Linked DNA regions of Arachis hypogaea: region 1 is linked to region 2. The links are chromatin contacts, called in public Hi-C maps. All regions are on one chromosome and are shown on one strand. Each heading gives the region's core, a stretch centred on a gene start, on an enhancer-like site or on the middle of the called end of the contact. The rest is flanking DNA. Distances are from core to core; before and after follow the strand shown.

Region 1 (3,355 bases), core at 502-3,001, 89 kb after region 2:
AAGGCCTTGCTATGGTGACTCGGTGGTGACATGTTTTCTCTTTTTACCAAAGCTCCAAGTTCGACATAAGACTTTGATACACATGAGTCGGGTCGGATTTGATATGACTTAGATTTGGTCTGAAATATGCACCGAGTTTATTTACTAAATTCGAACCCGATCTTAGACCCGATGAAATCAATACACTTTCGGATCATAATTATATCGGGTGAAAATCGGGCTGTTAACATTATATTACGTTGATACCTTTTTGTAAGTTAGCATGTAAAAATATCCAAATTTTCAAGAGTCCAACCATCATTTAACATGATAAAATTCACTTTAAAAATATAACAAGAACCAACCCTTCTTCAAAATTAAAGTATAACCACAATCAATACTAAGACATAACTACAATCAATACTAATATTGTCTAATAACACCAAATATTAAAATCAATACAAATAACACAATATTATGCATTAGTCTAAAGTCTTATGCATTTTAAACATAAAACATTAACTTAGTCTTATAATGACTAATAACACAAAATATTATGGTTTACAATATTTAAATTCCACATAAGAATAGTTATGATCCATCACTAATAACACAAAATATTAATTGTGTATGATGACCGGGCCACCAGGCCGACTTCAGGTGACCCGAGCTATGGCCCGGATCTGACCCAAAATAATGACCGAGTCTATTTTTGAGACCCTTACCCAACCCTAAACCCGATGAAATCACACCAAATTAGCCCCTAAAGTGTTCAGGGCCGAGCCGGGTCTTCGGATTGAGCCGGGCCATGTGCACCCCTAGTGTCCAGCCCACCGTGAACGCATGCGAATCATGCCTCCAGACAGCATCGGTTCAATGCGAACCGTCTAGTTTTTCAACAGATTTGACTTCTGTTGATCATATTTGACTAATTTTATTACTGGTGCTCCAATTCATAAACCGAATCGATTAAATTATCGATTTATTAATTTTTTAGTTAAATTGACCGGTCCAGTTCAATTTGATAATTATGTATGATAAGATGAAGAAAAAAAGAATAAAAAAATACAAATTTTTTCTCATAAATAATTAGATCTTTATTTAAAAAATATATCATTTTATTTTTATTAATTTCTTAAAATAAATTATACATTTTTTTTTAATTTTTCCATACAAATTTTTTTTACCATGGAATTGTTCATAATTATATATAACTCTTTACATTATTGATTATCCCAATAAATTTTACTATTTTCATTCTTTGCTGTCATTATTATTCTAACACACTAGCTATACCATTATCTCTTCTGTGTGCCGCCACAAGTGTATTTTTACATGTGCTAGTATATGAATAATTTTATTTCTTTTGGTGCCGTAAAAGATAGGATTACAATCTTAATGCGATAAAGCATATATGAATTTTTCTATATCAAGACAATGGCTCTAGAGTCTAGATAGTAGATACTCATTTACAACACGTTGAAAGGAGATCTTATGCGATTTTTCTTTTTAAATAGATACTAGATACTCATAAAACAGGGGGGAATGGTGACCGACTGACCGGGAAGAGGCGAAAGGGATGAATGAAGTGGTGGCTGGAAAATTAATTTGATTTTACATGATCTCTTTGTATATTCCGCCTTTTTACGTTGCTATTGGTGGCATAATTAGTGGATTACTTTTTCCTTCTCTGTTAAAAGTATAGGTGACCTTGACTTTTTGAGGTTTTCTACCATCTTATCTGGTTATCCTCACACAACTAATACAATAATTTATTAACATGATATTTTGTTTTACAACGCTCACACCCACTACCACTTGATCCCAAACTAAAAGGCATGTCACATGTCACAAGTATGCTTCTACAACAATAAATTCATTTAGCTCTCAAGTCTCGATCGATACAGTTTCATTATAATAATATATAATCTTTTATTCGTATATTTTTTAATTTTAATAGTATAAAAATATTTTCTTTTATATCTATAGGATTTGACTGTCAACTGTTCTTATCAAAAATAGGATTGACTACGGATTTAAGTAATAGCACATAATTTTAAAAAATCCGTACGATTTTCTCAATCTAAATAAAGCATGTTTTTCATGAAGAAAATTTGGCTCAGTATGTTTTATTCGATACGGGTAAGAAAAGAATCTGACTCGGTATTTTTTTCTTAAAAAAAAGATAAGAACCAAGTCAAGATGATGAGTTTGAAAAATTCTAAATTAATTTAATGATGATCAAACATTATTAAAATGATTAATTACAAAATTATTAATTTGATTTTCAACTTATATTTGTTAATTATTATTATGTGAATTGAATTTGATATCCAGTTCAACATGTTGAAGAAAATCAGCCTTCTGCAAAAACTTGAAGATATATATGGCTAAAATTATTATTATGTGAATTGGGCCAGAAAAATCTTTAAACAAGCCCAATTGTTTCTTTGGTGCAAGACCAATGAAGTTTGGTCCAAAATTGAAAAAGAAAAAAAGCAAAAGCTTCATGTTTTCATGGTTACCACACCCTTCATTTGATAGAATTTATTGATAACATGAGAGAGAAAATTTGAAATTGATTTGATTGCTATTATTGCTTCACACGTTACTATGAAAGAGGGAAGTGGGTTTAATTAAGTGTAATTGATTTTAATTTTCTTTATTATTTTTTTTTTTTGAAAGCAATCTCTCTCTTCTCTCTCTTCTTTCATCACTTTCGGTCATGTCACAGAGAAGAAGAAAATACAAGTTATCAATGATGAGCTACTGTAGCAGTGAAACTAGAAGAAAGAAAAGGGCTAAGGTGATGATGCACTTAGCAGAAAAAAGATCCACAATAAGATGTGTCTGAGATCTTTGCCACTTATGGTAAGAAGTGGTGAGAAAGTCTCAAGCTTTCCATACCCAAAAATGGAAGAAATTCATCTCGGTCAGAGGAAAAAGATCCCTTGGAAGCATGACTCGTCTCTACTTTTGATCAACCACCACAGGAGGTAGCTACTGTAGCTACGTGGATGAAGAGGCAGAAGATAATAGCAGGAGGAGCTGTCAAGCATCAAGGACTCATCAAGGGTCAGGAATCCTTTTTGGGGAGCAAGTCAAGATGGAAGGCCTGGATTGATGAAGTTTGGTGAGAAGGGATGACACAGAGGTAATTGCATGTTGATTTTAGCGTTTAGTTTCCTCTCCTCTCTCTCTGGCCAAACCGATTTTGGTTTGAAGAAGAAGAAGATTAGCTCGATTCAACAGTTTCAACCTTGGAGGCTTCCCCTTCTATAAATAAGGGAGAACAGCCAGGACTTGAGGCAAGGAGAAAAGAGTGAAAAGCACAGAGTTCTCATAGCTATCCAAGCTAACAGAAGTTCTTCTCCTT
Region 2 (3,253 bases), core at 240-2,739:
TGTTATTTCTGTTCCTTATAGAGTCATTAAGGACTATATACCCCTGAATTCATTTCGATAATGATAAATCATTAGAAACAGTCAAACAGTAGGATGCATGGATGTTGTATAGATAATATATGTAAAAATAGTTGGATTATGGCCAACAAGGCTAGAGTTAACTAACTAGCTCCTCAAAATTAACATATATGTTCACTGTGATTTTTCCCGAGATAATCATTAGTTGACAAAATTTTTAGGGAACTAAATAGTTCAATAATCAAGATCCCTCAAAGTAAAAATAGATTGGGAGTCATAAATCACACCATCTATCCTCTTATCCCTTTTACAAAATTGCTTATTTGACGGAGCAAAAAGTCTCTTTTTCTTTTTCTTTTTCGTGTAGATCAAACGGAAAAAGGAAGTGGGGAAAAACTATAAGCCATAACTGAAGCTCATAAAGCAATTACAGAGAATCAGATCAATGATTACAATATAAGGCTCCTAAAAAAAGCGGATCAATCGATCAAACACGAAAACTGAGCTGAACAAAGAGAAGGACAAAATCCACAAAGTGGAAAGAGGAATTGAGTCAATCGTAGGGGGAAGGAAACCTGTTGTTAATGAATTGAGGAGATATAGGGTGGTCATCGTAAGAGGTTGAGGAGCTGACGCTGGAACCAGATAGCGAAGTAGATCCAAAGACGAGGCCCTGATCGTTGTTGAAGCTGTGATTGGCCGAAACCGTAGGGCGAGGCAACGGAAGCCCTCTGTCTCGGTCTCTGTTATTGTCGTTACCGTCGACGCTGGCGAATTCCTTGCTTGTCCTCGGTGAGTTGCGAGAGGCGATAAGCTCATCGAAGCTCTTGTTGTTCTTGTTCTTGTCCTTGCCTTTCTTCCTGCTGCTGATAATGCTAATCGGCGATCCTATCAGATTGAATTTCTGCCTGCCACGTGTCTCTTCCTCATCTTCAACCTCACCCTGATTCTGCTGTTTGTTCTTGCAGGATTTTCTACTCCACCACGCCGGCATTCTAGAACAGTAGAAACCACAAGTTTGAAGAAGAAGAAGAAGAAGAAGAAGGAGAGGTGGTGTTTGGAATTGGAAGGTGAAAGAGAAGAAGATGCGAGGAAAGATAGGGAGAGAGGTGAGTCACGGTGGTTGGATAAAGCGGGGAAATGACGTGGCTATTTCGTATAGAGGGAGAATGCAAGTGAGTGTGTTTGTTAGAGCAGTTTACTTTGATATGGAGGAATCAGAATGAAGTGAGTGGTATTAGCGTGTCCCAATTGACAGTATAACTGTGTCTCCTTCCTTCATTTTCTTTGTAAATATCTTTTCTTCTTATTTTTGCATTTTACAAAATAGAATGGGATTGGTTGGTTCTGTTTGGTGGCGGTGCTGTTACCTGTGAAGGGAGTAGATACATACATACATACATATACGTGAGAATCCACATTGGCTATTGTGCTATTTCTTTCCAAATCCGATTTTTACACTACACACTCGCAGACGGATTGGCCTGCAAGGCATTATAAATAAGATTGTGTTTTAAAAATGTTTATTTTAAAAAAAATTGACTTTTTTATAAGTATTTAAATAATTTTTTAAAAAATTATTATTTAATTTTAAAAATTACACTAAACATTAATATTTTTATTTTTATTAAGTAAAAAATTTAAAAAAATAAATTTTTAAGACTTTTTAAATAAATTTTTAATTATTGTGTCTTTCTTGTATTTTAAAGACACATGATAAATTTATAAATTAAAAAATTATTAAAAATATAAAAAATTTAATTTTAAAATATTTATTTTATATTTATTAAATAAAAAATATTTACATTTTTTAATTCATCGTAAATTTATCATATATTTTAAAATACATATTAACTAAATCCTTATAAATATAGTGAAATACAAACTCAAATATAGACTAGCATAATGCCATAATTTATTATTTTTACGGTATTTTTAATCAATAATCTAATATATTTAATTCAGTAATTTACTATTATATTTTAATTAATATTTTAAATATTATTAATTAATTATTAGTCAAAAATAGGAATTTATACGAATTCTATACCATTATTCATAAATAATTTAAGAATATAAAATGATTAAAAATTTTTATTCATTTTTATTTTTTAAATAAAAAAATAAATTTTTTATTTTTTGACATTTTTAAAAGATAACATATATATTTAAATTTTTATCTATTAAGAGAATACTTAAGATAATGAATTAAGATTCTTAATCATCACCATTTGAGAAAAATAAAGTATATTTTTATTTTTAAAATTTGTCAAAAATTAAAAAAATATATTCTTAAATTTTATTTTAATTCAATTTTGTTTTAGAAATTTTTTATTTCTATCAAATGTATCTGTAACAATTAAATTTTTGAAAAATTTAGGATCAATTTATTAATAATATTTGACAACTAAAAATTAATGACAAAATTTTATTCTAATTTGTTTGTATTAAAAATTGTCCTTATAAAATTATTACTAAATTATCTCTATATTTTTTAAAATTTAGTTGTTAAAAATATATTTGATATAAATAAAATTTTTAAAATAAAATTAAAACAAAATAAAACATAAAAATATTTTTAAATTTTTTAATAAATTTAAAACAAAAGTATACCTTATTTTTCCTTTTCTAGGATAAAATATTGCCTATGTTAAAAATAAGATAACCTAACTGGGATGGAAACAAGGGATCAGCAGGAGCAGGACCTTGGTTGTAAAAAATTAGATCGGATTATTTAGTTAGACCGGTCCAATCAGAAATCAGAAGCTTTTGCAATCTGGTCTAACAAAAAAAATCACCATTTCAAAAAATTAATTTTGAATCATTAAATCGGTCGTCGATCAAATTAAGAATTGATCGATTTTATAAAACGACGTTATTTTGGATTTTATTTAAAAAAAGACAAGATTCATCACGTGTCTTTCTCTTTTACATAACTTCATTTTTACATCTATTCAATTTAATAGTTCAGAATTTTTCCGTCAAAAGAAATCCTAGCCAGGTAGCCATCACCACCGCCATGACTGTTATACTCACAGTTGTCGTCCGTCACGCTTAAAATCTTTCGTCTTCATCTAGTCGTCGTGCTCTAAAACCTCCTCATTCACCAATCACCAACCTCTTCTTCATGTTCGTCATGGTCCAACCCCTCCACTGTCCAATCTATCATAGTTGAAATAACACAATAACCAAACAAAGAATCATATCTAACATAACTTTATTGAACTAATTAAAA

Evidence for each region. Hi-C and Micro-C count contacts between places; a contact is called where the count stands out from the background.
Region 1: a contact with region 2 is called in a Hi-C map of leaf, with 4 times the contacts expected there. The contact joins the enhancer-like site here to the promoter of LOC112791116 in region 2. A contact is called at or near these places in 2 of 8 Hi-C or Micro-C datasets (leaf and an unstated tissue).

Annotation. Positions count from the first base shown.
Region 1 is chr3:120,426,075-120,429,429 of arahy.Tifrunner.gnm2.J5K5, forward strand. No RefSeq gene overlaps it. Among protein-coding and RNA genes, the nearest start is that of LOC112791117, 4.7 kb to the right of the region's middle. Within about 2 kb of position 1,752, at least 1 of the 3 cell types and tissues checked has open chromatin away from gene starts, as enhancers often do.
Region 2 is chr3:120,336,958-120,340,210 of arahy.Tifrunner.gnm2.J5K5, forward strand. LOC112791116 (mitogen-activated protein kinase kinase kinase 3) reads right to left here and starts at 1,490. Exons shown (of 11, transcript XM_025833837.3): 1 at 594-1,490. The coding sequence starts at 1,012.